Regions from separate parts of the Mus musculus genome. Here region 2 is linked to region 1. A link is a contact called in public ChIA-PET data. All regions are on one chromosome and are shown on one strand. Each heading gives the region's core, a stretch centred on a gene start, on an enhancer-like site or on the middle of the called end of the contact. The rest is flanking DNA. Distances are from core to core; before and after follow the strand shown.

What was found. ChIA-PET counts read pairs in DNA pulled down with a chosen protein or histone mark.
Region 2: a contact with region 1 is called in an RNA polymerase II ChIA-PET map of memory CD8 T cells, with 18 read pairs. The contact joins the promoter of Zfp770 here to the promoter of Scg5 in region 1. A contact is called at or near these places in 2 of 39 promoter capture datasets (the C10 cell line and pre-B cells), 5 of 115 datasets of contacts at active chromatin or transcription factors (the 230-238 cell line, bone marrow-derived macrophages, effector CD8 T cells and 1 more) and 2 of 9 other capture datasets (liver and macrophages).

What each region holds. Positions count from the first base shown.
Region 1 is chr2:113,825,568-113,833,026 of GRCm38.p6, forward strand. Scg5 (secretogranin V) reads right to left here and starts at 3,524. Exons shown (of 6, transcript NM_009162.3): 1 at 3,432-3,524; 2 at 1,772-2,004. The coding sequence starts at 1,997. Arhgap11a (Rho GTPase activating protein 11A) reads right to left here. Exons shown (of 12, transcript NM_181416.3): 12 at 5,925-7,459. The coding sequence ends at 7,406.
Region 2 is chr2:114,196,733-114,204,191 of GRCm38.p6, forward strand. It overlaps Zfp770 (zinc finger protein 770), which reads right to left and starts at 4,700. Exons shown (of 2, transcript NM_175466.4): 1 at 4,605-4,700; 2 at 1-895. The coding sequence starts at 854.

The DNA of each region.
Region 1 (7,459 bases), core at 2,274-4,773:
TCTGTTCACAAAAATAAGAACCAGGCCATCCATCTAAAACCCAGGATGGACTGGGAAAAGCTCAAGGTTTGTACTTCATTTCTATCCGCCCACTGTCTTTGATCTACTTCCTGTCATTTTCCACCTCAGCTTTAAGAGACAGAATTCTAAACTGGCTCCAAGATTCTTCTTACCTGCTGAACATACAAGACCCCCCCCCCCCCCCCCCCCGCATGTGGTGGAGACTGGAGATAAGTAGCTATCATCTTAGATAACAAAGGTGGCCGATAGTCACTCCCAGGACTCTATTGCAGCACCCTTATCAGATTAAAGGGGCTGATAATGGAGAAGTAAAATGTCACAACAGAACATTCTTGTTCAGGATATTCTGCATAGGAATATTCGAGGCAGTGTCCTTCCCAAGGGACTTCCCAGCCGACAGCCATCAAAAAGGGAACTTGAGCTGATAACTGCATGGAAATGAAGTCTGCCAGTCAGTCACCTTAACAAGCTTCTTAAAAGCCCCCACACCAGTGTCGCTGTATGGCTGGGCAACATCAGAATTCACCTTGGCTTGACTCTGAATGGAGAGAGACTGCCAGAGTTGGAACAGAAGTAACTGGGAGACAATGTGTGTCCTGAGAAACTGCTAATGCTGTGGTAATTCAAGGTAGAGCAGCAGTCAATGGAAGCACAAGTCAATGCCCATCCCTTACAGGAGTCTTGACGTTGCTATGGCAGCTCATTACCTCAAGATTAAGGACAGATCCACTGTAATCCATCCTCTTTCCTTCCTCTGTGCCTTTTCACCACACTCCCCTGGGGATTTCCTATGCAAACTTCAAGACCCAGGCCAAATGGAACTTCCCCTAAGAAGCGTTTCCTATTCCTGACCTACCTCCTACTCTTTGTTCCATGGAAGCAGTGCATATCAGAATACACCGTAATGACTTTTTGTCAGTTCCCTTCTCCCAGTTAGTCTGAACCACGTAGGACAGGGGTGCCCCAGCATCCTGCAAAGTGCATATGGAGGACAATACACGGTTGGATACTGACTGAGTGAATAAAACAAGGCTCTGAAAAACACAGGCTTTTGATACCAGGGAGACCCTTCCCCATGGCAACAGCAGAGTGATTAACCATATACTTTACTAGTGGAGAGAGCAGATATTTACCATCTCAAAAAAAAAATTAAATAAACAGGAACAGGTGACTGGTGCCACTTAGAGTTTAGACTCTTCCTAAAAGAATGGCAAGGAGTCCTATCTGATTTATCTTGATGCAAGCCATTTGCCATGGTTGCATGCTTGCAGATTCAAGTTATTTAGGCTAATCTACTCCTGAAATCAAATGTCAACCAAAATACACAGCATATCAATGGTTCAAAGTGACAGCAACAAGACAGAAATGGGCATCATGTGTCAACACTATTCACAGCAACCTAGAGCCCTGGAGCAGACAGCACTGTGAGGTGGTCCTAGTAGGGAAAATTACATATCAGGAGAAATAGTGCCAGGTATGCAGCTCAGCCCAGAGTGCTTGCTTAGCCTGAAGCCCCAGCTTCCTTCCTCAGAACCTCATACGTTTCCCCGTCTTAGCACTGGGGAGGTGGAGGCAGTAGGATTAGAGCTCCAGGTAATCCTTGGCTACATAGGAAGTTCAGTGAAAGTCTGGTCTAAATAAGATTCTACCAGTAAAAAAAGAAAACAATACCCCCACACACGCCAAACCAAACAAAACAAAAACCCTCAGAAATACAATAGAAACACTGTCAGTTTGGAAGAGTGCATACCTTCGATGCTCTGTGGCCCAACAAGATTCATGGCCTGGTGAGCCGGGTACTCCACGCGTGGCCTGGCAATGCCCAGCTGCTCCATAACCCCATGAAGCAGCCTCTGGATGTCTGTCTCTGAGACCCGGTCAGGGGTCCGTGGACTATAAGCGAATGCTGGATTCCACTCAAACATCAACCAAAACAAAAGGCCAGATAGCATAGCAGAGACCAGCCTTGAGGCCATTTTTAACCTGCAGAAGAAAGGACCAAGTTATATAACTTGGCCAAAATGGGCAACCATAACACAACTGGGGTGATATAACTATGACTCACAAGTTGAGGCTGAAGGACCACCCTGAAAGGAGACTCAAATGAAAAATTCCTAGAGGTTTGCTTTGTGTCCAAGCCAGGTAGGAAACCGCTGTGTGAAGGAAATAAGAAGACAGAAGAGTCTAGGATAAACTAGTCCCTCTAACTTGACACCTGAGGATTCTAAGGACAGGAATATGTTCTCACATCTATGGTCTGTGATCCTTGCAATCTAAGCACTTTTGGATTTGAGATAGGGAGGGTGGTAATTTTTAAGATCTCCTAGTTTAAGGAAAGAAAGGAATAACAAAAGGGAGTTAGGGAGACCCAAACAGTAAAAAACAAACAGACAATCAAAAAACATCCCAGAGAAAGGTCTGGAGTAGTGGCCGAGGGTGTTTGAACTTAGCAGACCAGCAGGCAATAGGTGAAGATCCCGAGCAGAGAGGTACGCCAACTCCTATCCTGCTCTGTGATGAGGGAAGCAAGCAACATGAGACGCTTGACTGCATACCAGCTAGGTCTTCCTGGGCAAGTTCCTCAGCCTCCTTTTCTACAGACCAAGGATAGCAACAATCTATCTTATAGAGTTACTGTGAAGATAAAGATCAAAATCATGTAAGGAGCATGGAGCAAAGCCAGGTACCTAGTAAGCCCCCTGCACGTCTAGCCCCTTGATGGTAATAAGCGGTTCTGGGAGTTAAGGTTTGCGGAGGCAGAAGCAGCAGGGAGAGGAAAGACAGTGACATGGTGGGGGATAAATCTGCCTTACATGTTGGTGTCCGTAGAAGCCACGGGAAGCTGAACAAGGAAACAGTTTTCACACAGCTTCCCTGGCAGCTGCTCGTTCAGGATGGGTGCTTCAGGCCATAGTCAGATAAACCCTTTTGAGCATTCACACGGGAATAGGGAATAAAAAGGTAGGGAACAAGCCAAATATCTTCCCTAAAACAAATACTTCATTTTATCTGTCTGCAGCTAACGGCCTTTCCTTGCAACTCACAGACATTAAAACCATGCTCTTCAAAGAGCCAAGGACCGCTATTTTAACAGCACAATCTACCGCTGTGATAAAAGGGCTGGATGCGGGCACCAGGCTCCATCATCTCCATCTTTCTTCATGAACTCCGAATACAGGATGTTTTCTTTACTGGCTAGCCCACGGATGAACTACCCAATCGCTGCTCTCGGAACTCCACCCCCACCCCTTATTTATAACCACCCCCTGTAATCCCCGCATCCATCCTTTGTCTGACCCCAGCTAGGGTTTCTGAAGGGCATGCTCCCCCACACCCAAGGAACCCAAGCACTCCCGCTTTCAGCTGAACGACAAGTCGGACCGCATCACCTGCATCACTGCGGAACTCACCGTGTGGCCGCGGGCGAGCTTCTTGCAATCTAGGCCAAAACAGGGAGCTGACGTGCTGGATAGCTCCTGCGTCACCTCCCTCCGAAACCTCGGTCCACCCAGGCCCCGCCCACAGCAGGTGGAAGAGGCCTTCCCAGAATTCCTGGAAGGCATTGCAGGCGCCTGCGTCTCAGGCCTGGAATGTTGCTCAGCTCCAACTGAAGCAGTCTCTGTGTCTCTTGGCTGTTTCTAGGGTGCCCCCTTTCTCCATCGACCCCTATGAACGTCATTTACCTCCTTTATCAGTCTCAAGCAATTGCCACAAGTAGATGGCATCTTTAATTGACATCCTCTAGATTTTAGAATTACCATACAAATGGGTTTCATGCTGGAATGTTCATACTCTCTTCTAGTACTTTTCCTTTCCTACCCCCGCACTTAAGCCCTGGTGACAGTGCTACCCTCCCTTAAGGCCCCAGGGGACCCGGAGGCTCTGAGCATTGCTTCATAAGTTCACTAAGAGGTGAACGTGCAGGACACTTTCGGGGCATGCAGAACTTACCTAAACAGACCTGGAACTTCTATTTTGTGATACCAACGGTGGGACCCAGGATCTTAGGAGATTCCTGGCCCTAAAAGTAACAGTACAAATGCTGCAAAGCCTTCATCAAGAAACTTGTGGTAAACAGCAAGTTCCAGGATGTGGTTAGAATTCAGATTTTCTTTTTTCTTACTGCAGCTAGAAGCAGCAAACCCACTGACATTTTACTGTAATGAATAGAAGCTGGAAGACTTGTCAGCCAGAAGTTTGTGTGAAAAGCCAGACATCTAGTGCCTTTGGTTCCCTGGATGCTTTCTGTTTCAGTCAAGATAATAAACACTCTCCTGGATTCAGGTACACAATACCTACTACTAATGAATACTGTTTACTCTCAAGTTGACTTCAACATAGCTCAGTTATATTCAACTTAATATTGGAAAAATAGGTTGCTGGCTGTGTAGTTGACAGAAACATACAAAAACTGTACGATTCATGTTGTACTTATTAGACAGGGTGTGAAGACCTTTTATTGCTGACAAAATGCAGATGGAAAGGACATTTTTATAAAATTTTGGTTCACAACTTTTGAGATTTCAGTACATGACGGTGGGAGCTCATGGAGGGTCAGGATAAAGAGCAGAGCATACAAGGTCCCCCAGTGACACACTTACTCCTAATGGTTCTACAACTGCTACAGTGCCACTAGCTAGGAACAAAGCATTCAGCTTGAGCCCCTGGGCAACAGTTCACATGCAAGCTTGAGGAGTGCATGGGTCTTACCATGGCTGATCTCAAAAGAGCCTACATACCTCAGCCTCCAGAATAGGTAAGATTACAGGCATGTGCCAGTACACTTGACTAAAACCTGGTATTTTTAAAATAAAATATGAATCATATATATCCTATACTTGTTTCTCAAAACCCTACAGTAAGTTCTTAGTGACCGTAGAATGTAACCCAGAAACCCACTAACTTTAGTGCTTTGTGTATTAAAATCTACTGCTTATTTATGAGAACACCCAAATACTAGTTTCTTACACTTAAAAAAATGAGAATAACTCTTGAAGTTACTGTACACTTTTAACTTCAGAAAGCAAAAATGTATATACTGTCTGACCTTTAGCCCATGAAATTAGCAACAATCTTCATTTTTGAATAAGATAAGAAATACAAAAATGAAACCACATTTTAAAACTTTCTCACCTCCCAAATAAGAAATGTGGAATCTTAAAGAGTTAAACAACTCATTCCTCAATCTTAAATTGTAGATTCCCCACCACCACCACACACCTCTATCTTCTGAGTGCATCTGCACCATGCTCTGCTCAGGCATTAAACACCCACTGAAATCATAGGAGGCTTTCTTAATACACAGGAAAACTTAGCTCAAAATGTTTCACATTTGGAAGCACTTCAATCAGTAAAACCTATGTAATATTCCAAAATCTGAAATATTTCTCTTATCCACTTTAGGTATAAGATCCATACAACCTGTTCCAGGCATACTGAAAATGCATGGCTAGTCTGTTTTGATCAGATGAATATGAAGTTTAAGACTAGAGAGTTTTACTAGATAATGAACATTGGAAATATAATGAACTTTTGAAATAAAACAGAAATTTGGGGGTGGAAGGGTTGTACTACAGCTAAAAAGCACTTGTTGCTCTTGTAAAGGACTCAGGTTTGGTTTCCAATCCTACAGAGAAGGCCCAGGTTTGGTTACCAGAACCAACACAGTGGCTCACAACCATCCAGGATATCAACTGCTGTTCTCATCTTAGAGGACAGGCACACGTGTGTTATACATACTTACATGAAGACAACACACATGTAAAATAAATCTAATCACCGCAAGGCTTCACGTAGAACCTGCAAAGTAACCCTGAGAACCTGACGTTAGTTCTTCACACACAAACGCACACTGATAGTGTGTGCAGTGTTTTACATCTAAAATACAACACGCAGACAAGACGTTTCCCAGGAGCTATTTTTAATGTCTATGCTAAATAAATAACATTTAAACACATGATAACACTATCTGATATTTATCTAAGTAAAATGTACAGAGGTACATTAACAATTCAATTCTAAAATCAACCATCTTCATAGGAAAAAAACAACTTGATTAAAATTTTCCAGTTTAACTATACCTGCCTAAAAATTTCATTGTCATACTGGACAAAATATGATCCAAATCACCTTTAAAAATGAAGTATGGCTTACGATTAATCATTTACCTCAACATTATAAAGTATGCAGTACCTTTGTTGTCATTATGCTTTATTCACTGTCTTTAATTCAAAATTCAAGTGAAACCACAGGCGATGCTGACCAAATAAATCCCTCTGTCTCCAACAAAAGTGTTCACATACCACTGAGGCCAATTAACTTCTTGGTTTTGGGTCAAGGCAACAAACATGAATAATTCAAGACATAAGGTTTGCAGGGCTTCATCATTCCCTTTATGTACTAGAAGTTTCTGTGAACAATGTTCCTGATGTGAAGGAATAACAAGAGGCACAAGCACAACTTCCTGTATTCTTCTGATCAAGCATGCAGAATAAAACTCATGTCCCTTTTATATAAATAAACCTAGCCAACAGTATCTTCTAAAGTTATTATAACCCCTGCTTCAGGAAATCACAATAAAGTTATGTGTAAATGCTTCAGTAATAAAGAAAAACAAAGTAGCCCCATGTGCAAGTATGAAAGTCCAAACTGCTCTACAGTGGGACCACTTCAGACAGACCCTACTTAACAAGCACCCCGATCTACACACCAGCACACAAGCATCCTGCAACTGCCCGCCCGCCCGCTGTATCTACACACCAGCACACAAGCATCCTGCAACTGCCCGCCCGACATATCTACACACCAGCACACAAGCATCCTGCAACTGCCCGCCCGCCATATCTACACACCAGCACACAAGCATCCTGCAACTGCCCGCCCGCTGTATCTACACACCAGCACACAAGCATCCTGCAACTGCCCGCCCGCCATATCTACACACCAGCACACAAGCATCCTGCAACTGCCCGCCCGACATATCTACACACCAGCACACAAGCATCCTGCAACTGCCCGCCCGCCATATCTACACACCAGCACACAAGCATCCTGCAACTGCCCGCCCGCTGTATCTACACACCAGCACACAAGCATCCTGCAACTGCCCGCCCGCCATATCTACACACCAGCACACAAGCATCCTGCAACTGCCCGCCCGCCATATCTACACACCAGCACACAAGCATCCTGCAACTGCCCGCCCGACATATCTACACACCAGCACACAAGCATCCTGCAACTGCCCGCCCGCTGTATCTACACACCAGCACACAAGCATCCTGCAACTGCCCGCCCGACATATCTACACACCAGCACTTGAGCATTCTGCAACCTGACCCAGCAATTTTATTTACACTGATGACGAGCACGCCACATTTGACGGTTACAAGTCGACAGGCTTACTCGTTGGTAGCAGTTGAGTCTTCCCAATAGGATT
Region 2 (7,459 bases), core at 3,450-5,949, 370 kb after region 1:
TTCTCCTCAGATTCACCCATATCACCACTTTCAAAAGCATCCTGCTTTGCGTTTAATTTATTAGGTAGGGGACATGACTCAGGACTTTTTACTTTTAAAGGAAGATTCTGAAGAGTCTTATTCCTAGTGTGGATTTGCTTATGCTTCAGAAGTTTGCTTTGAATCTTAAATCCTTTTTGACAAAAACAACATTGAAAAGGTCTTTCTTCTGAATGTGTGAGTTGGTGGATTTTTAAGTGGGTTGACTGTCGGAAAGATTTACTGCACAGGACACATTTAAAAGGCCTCTGCCCGGTGTGAATAAGTGAGTGCCTATCAAGTTTTGATTGTGACGGAAACATTTTGCCACAGATCGTACACGCGTGGATATTCTTTCTTCTCTTCGTGGTGCTGTATGTGGCATCAGACTTAGAGCATGGGTGTAGTGCCCATCTCTCATCTGCAGTAAAAGTATTACACATTCCATATACCGGCTTCTCTTGCTTGGTCTCAAGCAGTCTTCTGACTTTAACATCATTATGGTAGGATTCATTGTGAAGCTGTTGATGCTTCACAAATGTCTTCAAATTTTTAAAGTGGCGTTGGCAAATATTACAACTGAAAGGCAGATTGTGAGTTAACTGATGCCTCTCCAGATGAACGAGTTGTCTAAAGTTTTTATGGCACACATCACATTCAAATGGCTTTTGACCGGTATGAATGAGATAATGCCTAGCTAATTTTGATGGTGTTTCAAAGTGCTTGAAGCAGATATTGCAAATATATGGCCTGTTCCTAGGTAGTTTGTTGGCTACACATTGCTGAATCTTCAGCATTTTAAAGTTGTTTTCAGCCATCACATTCCTCAGTGGCATATCCTGATGAGTTCCATGGCATTCTTAAGTTCCACAGAGTTCTAAAAATTAAACAAACAAAACCAACGAAGTATTAATTTTAAGATTTGTATAAAAGCAAGTAATTTCCTTAGGCTAAAGATTAAAAATATGGGAGAATTTGTACTTTTCTTGTGTTTTCAAGTACTGTAACAACCATCTTAGATGAATTCTTTATAATCATAGAACTAATTTTAGACAGATTTAAGTCTTAAAAATATTTAAAATTCTACAAGTTTTTAAAGTACTTTTTTAACTTGATAAGCTATACTGAAAAATGACCAAACCTTATTTTTTAACATTCAATAACCCTTTCAGTTCCAACTTTCTTCATTATTAGATATGCCAATAAGTTGCTTTGTCATTATAAAAAAAAAAAACACCCTGTTATTGTGGTGCACCTCTAAAGCTACCCATCATACATTAAACACAGGAAAGACCGTGAGTTTGAGGTCAATATGGGCTATTCAGCAATTTCAGGCCAGGCTCAGCTAGTGAGACTCCTGCCCTAACAGTAAATAAATATTTGTAAATTGATTATAAAAAAGGTAAAAATATAAAATATTAAGAACAAGACATTATCATTGAATTATAGCAATACTACAGACATGCTCTGATCATAAACCATTTCATTTAATTATATTTAGATGGTTGACACAACATTAAAACTATTCTCAATGGGCTGGATGGCACATGCCTTTGAACTCGGCAGATGGCAGGCAGAAGCAAGTAGATCTCTGTGAGTTCAAGTCTATACTGCTTTACAGAATTCCAATACAGCCACAGCTATAAAATGAGATCCAGTCTCCAAAAACAAACAAACAAACAAACAAACAAAAAACAAAAAAATAAAAACCCACAAAGCGCTCTCCTTCTTTCTCCTCAAATATTTAAGATCAACAAGGAGAATATTCCCAGAAGACCTGAGTTTTAATCCTAGATTTTTTTTTTTCCTGTATAGTTCGTGTGTCAGGAAGAAAGGAGAATTTGAGATTCTTTAAACTGGGAGCAATGCTGTGCAAATGAATGGCAATAACGTATGTGCACATGTCAGGAAATCCTGAAGCAACACAGAAATAGGAGATGCCAAATTTTATGTTGTGACTCTTATTTCTGTAATAATATTTTAGGTTCCTTAGACAGACACACAAAATGTAGTTCTTTTCTCCCTTCTGCTTTGTTGAAGACTTCCTGACAAAAACAAGTACAAAAGAACGAGGCTGACATCCTGCACACTCACATGTGTATTTATGAACAAAGAACAGACTGTTGAATGTGGTTCCTTTGTCAGGCAATATTCAAAATAGGTCATTCTGGTCTAAGATGTACTCAGTACACATATCTTTGAGACAAACTAAAACTTAACAAACATTTCACAATTCTCATGTATCATCACCCAGAAAAGACAAGGTTCTTCTCCATTACTATTCTATTAGCCTTAAATATGCCAGCAATTAAAATAAAAACTAAACTAACTGAAGCTACACCTCTTCTTTCATTATAGTATACAGAATGTCTAGCTATACAAGAAACTAAGAATTCTTTTGTCTACCAACTTGGCAAACAGTCAACCTATATGGTTATTATCTCTCCTAGGCGACACTTTAAACACAAAACCAAATACACTCATTGTGCAATCTGAATAAGGAACAAATAAAATTTGAGAGACTATTTTGTACTAGTTGCTTTTAACAGTGTTTTCCGATGTACAGGTCCATACTCATTATTAGCTGTAAAGTCAACTCAATGGATCACAGGCAGGCCAATTGGCTTAATAGGTAAAGTAGCAGAATATATACCACATAGTAAGTGCCCACAGGCAAGAGCTCTAAGGAACACAATAGAGTCCTGTTTTCTTCCCATTGGTTCAACTATTTTAAAATATGCATGCAAAATTATCTTATTAGTAGTCAAAAGAAAAAATTCATTTAAATAACGAAATAAAACAATTAGACCATAAAACACTCTACTAATTTATAAAATATATCATATAACCCAGCAACAAACACCTGTTGGGGTTATGGGTATTTCTATTTCTCTCAGCTTTGAAAAACAAAACAAAGCAACAAAAACCAAACAACAACAACAAAAACCTAAAAACGAACAACATGCAAACTTGTTGGCAAAGAGTTAAGGGTTAGGAGGATTAAAATTATCATAAACCCAGCAGACTGCAAAGAATTCAGAAATATATTTAATTCCTGTCAGGCAATTCATTGAATTCCTGCTGAGCCACAACTGTCAAGATGGTCGTCAATCAGTACAATGAGCCAAGCTTAAATAATCAAACCTTCCTTCACTTGCTGCAACAGTGTTCTCTTAAACAGAAAGACACCAAGTGAGTGTTAATGGATATAGTGCACAAGAGGAAAATGTCTAACAAAGGGCTTTCCCTTTTTCCTATGGGCTGTGCCAGGAGAGGGCTGGTGAAGGGCTAAAGGGAGGAAAAAAACCTCTGTACTGCACTGACTCCATACTAAGTATGGAATGGGAAGGCAGCTTCTCCCCAGGAAGTTGGTGGGCAAAACCTTGTAACTGCCTAAGGTCAAACTATAGGGTTTGAGTGTGGGGAACTCAAGAACTTCTCCAATCTTTTTGTATACTTCTCCTTCCACTTACTGATTCTACAGACTACCACCCTCTCTCAAAAAAACAAAAAGTCTCGCACTAAAACAACACAAGGCAACTATATGATTATAAACAACAGGCACTGGCTACCTCTAGCTCCTGTACTCAAAAGGGTCTGCGGTCAAGTAGCTATCACTAGTATTAGGATTGGATACGCACTTACTGCGAACCCTACCTTGTCAGAATCATTTGTGGCAAGTGGTGATCTCACTTCCTATTTATAAGTAAAAGGTCAGGGATTTCCACACTCCAAGCACAATCCCCCCTGTGGACTTAGAGGTTTAAATCCCATTCACCTGATCTTTTTTCCCCCATTGGCTTTTTAAACTTTTTAAAAAATACACAAAAGCTAATTTTCACGTTAAAGTGAAACATGACAAACCAATGGATGTGCCTCAATGACTATCCAGACATTATAACATGATAGGAGCTCACACAACGTTAAGCCAAGTAACTATAAAAACTGACATCGATAAAATCCAATGTTGTTTCAAGGTTGAAAGTAGCACTGTCTTTGCAAATACCTCTTTAAAAGAAAATCACAAAATACAAAATAAATTACAAGAAAGAAATAAAACACCGTAGAGAAACTTAAGAGTTCCAACTGGAGAATTATCTATGGTAACATTTACAACAGTCTTCGCCTCTTTCTTTCTTTTTTTTTTTTTTTTCTTTTTCTCTCCATGGCCCACTCTCTTGGCCTTGAACCATCCATGCATCACCTTTCCCTAGACGGAAGCTATGTGTTTGGCCTCATCTGCTGTGCAAGTAAGGAGTCTGCAGGGGTCAAGCCGAGTTCAGGGACTGTGATATCCCATGCCTAGAAAAGAAGGGCAAGGGTGAAAGCTCCACTGACTGCAGCCAGAAGATGGGGTGCAGGGGAAGAGCTGAGTGAAAGATGGGAAATAAGTGATTCGACCCCAGGAGATGGGGCGCGGGGCTCAGCTCTTTTGAGTTTACCGCTCTGACGAAGCACATGCAAGGAGCCGAGGTCGTGGCACCCTGTTCGGATCCCCAGGAACCTCGGCGGGACTTGGGCAGGCCTGACCCTCCCCGGGATTCGTTCCATCTCGCACGCAGGCTTCTGGGGTCCTCCACACTCACCCGGAGCTGGCAAACGCCGGGCAGGGACGCATCTCAGAGCCTGGGTTTCGCCAAGACGGCAGGCAAGCTCACGTCCGCAGGGTCAGCGCGGCGACTGGCTGAGTGCGCAAGCGCGGCGTTCAGGCGCGCTCTGAATGTGGTCCGTCCGGAAACATCCTCTCACGATCTTTGGGCCCTTGCTTGCTTTTTATCCACCCAGTGCTGCAATTTCCAAGGAGAGAAAAAGGAAGACTCTAAATGGATGCATGCACTTTCTGCCCTACTGTTACCGACCCTTCATTGTGGAAGTCCCAGAAAGGACTGTAAAACGCCAGCTCTTATTGGAATCCATGATTAGAGTTCAAAGCCCATTCATAATTTTTTGTAAGCTCAGGGCTGTTGGTAAAACTCTCAGTATTAGGTACATTCTAGATCACGACTGTTCTCAGCATTTCATATTTCTGTAAATACGACCAAGAGGTGAAGGCATACAGAATCAGCTTCTCTCAGGGGCCCTATCCATTGTCCTGCCAGGGGCTGGTCTTGCTGATTTCACTAGTTCTATGTATTTTGGACATTTACAATATAGAAAACTCTTTGCCCAGCATTTTGGGTCTTCTTTGATGATTTATGTAAGATGTCTTTGGACAACATGCATGTAAAATACTCGACATTATACCAAATACAAAAGCTTTGTGAAATGATAGAACCCTTATTAGGGTCCAGGAATAGCCACACAAACGACTCAGACACCAATCTCAGTAAGGAATGGATGATTTATTGAATGCACACTCCAAATACAAATCTGTGATGGGAGCAAGCATCAGAACCAGTTTTTCTATGGAATAGGTGCATTTGCAGCATTTACAACATTTGCAACATATAGGCTATCTAGACAAAGCAGAGCTGACTGACCTTTAAGCTGATAGACTAGGTCTAGAGGCCAACAACTGAACAGGGGAAATTCTGTTCTTGATAAAGGAAATCAAGGCATTAATGATGCAGGACTCAAAGTTTATCATTAGAAAATATAAGCATCGGGGGCTGGGGGGGGGTGCTCAACCAAGGCTGTGATGAGTGAAGTTAACCCAGGGGACCAATTCAAAAGGGATTCATACCAGCTCTGTTTTCTTTCTTTCTCTGTTGTTCCCTATCAAGGATGTTACTTCTAATTTTTACCAGAGTGTCCCTGATTACCCCAGAGTGATTAACTTATAAACAACCTTGCTCTCCAAGGGCCATACATAAGCCCCCTTCTTTTAAGAACAATAAATTTAGAGCCCTTTGACTCTGTAGGACTACTTCAGCTAAGGAGTCTTCTTGAATTTGTAGGAAGAAGGTGGCTGAGTGAAGCTGGGCTAAGTCTTTATCAACTTGTACTCTCAGGTATTTTTACAATGCTGGCATCCCGGGACTAGAGCTGTCCTATCATGTGCAGGAGAGCCTGCTATCCCCAGTCTTACTAGTGTGGGTATCAGAATAGGGGCACTACCTAGTTGTTGCAGGAGACCTTTGTGACTGCATCCTGCAGTATCTTCATAATAGGAAATCTGGGGTAGAATATGTAGCATTATGCACAATTCAGGTTTTTGCTCAATGGCAAAATGGCTAACAGAGAGAAAGGAGTAAGTCCTGGAGTACAGGCAACCCAAAACCCTCTGGGTGAAGCCAGGAGATTGTTCTCTTTTAGCCTGATGCTATTAAAGACCTTTATCAAATGCACACACATCAGGATCATGACATACTTGAGATTAAGATCAAGTAGGTAGGGATATCTTTTTGACCTAAAATAAATTCCAGTTCCCCTTATATACCCTAAGGTGAGGGGAGTATCTCAGGGGCATGATATGCTATTGTTGAGGGAAACCAGCTTGATGGTCTGGCATCTGTTGTTGCTATGCCTATACAGTAGGGAGCTTAGGGTTTTGGGCAGACCCAACAGTCCTCTCTCATATCGGGCTGGGGACTGTTTAGGAACTTAAAGGTAGCCAAAACAGTGTCTATGAACAGGAATCTGAGTGTTGAATGGAGTCCTAGGTATCCTACAGAAGGGGTCTTGGAAGTAAAATTTGTGGTCCCTGATACAGGGGGTACAGAGGAAAACTGGCTGGGAAGGGGAGCCTCAGGGATTTTCACCAAAGGTCCTATGGATTTAAAAAGAGATGCTTTGCCTTACCTTTGAATGGTGAACATGGTTCCTAGATCTTGGCGTGTCAGGTATGTTCTAAGTCCCCAGTAGGCATAAGGGGGAAGCAAGTCTCGTCTCTTCAAGGTGATGGTGACCAGGTTGCAAGTGCAGGCTATCTTACAACTAAGATTTCTTTCAAATTTTGTGTCTAAGTACTCATCAGCTCTATAGGGCTCTTAGCCCTTAGCCCAAGTAACACAAGACCAGAAGAGACAATAGATCTCTTTTTCATCCAAACAGTAGGGTACCTCAGCTCCCTTAGTGGGACAGGCATAATACGATCTTCCTCAGTTTTCCCTCCTCAATGTTTCTAGGTTGGCACTATTGAAGAATGGCACCAGTTCTTCTTCCCAGTCCCATGTGCCCACAAATAAAACTCAGACTCAAAATATATTTACAAACACCTTGGCCATATAGCTAGGCTCTTCCCTAACTAGAATATCCCATTTATTCTCGCCTACATTTTGCCACATGGCTGGTTACCTGTGCTCAGGTACCATGTGTCTGACTTGTCACCTCTTCCCAGTGAATCTCCCTGCCTCTTTCTGTCCCAGAATTCTTTCTCCTCCCATGTCCCACCTTCTATTTCCTGCCTAAGCCATAGGCTATAGGCTTCTTAATTGACAGGTGGTGCACCCATGTAATATACAAGATGTTCTCTTTATAGACACCCAGTGGCGAGCCTAGA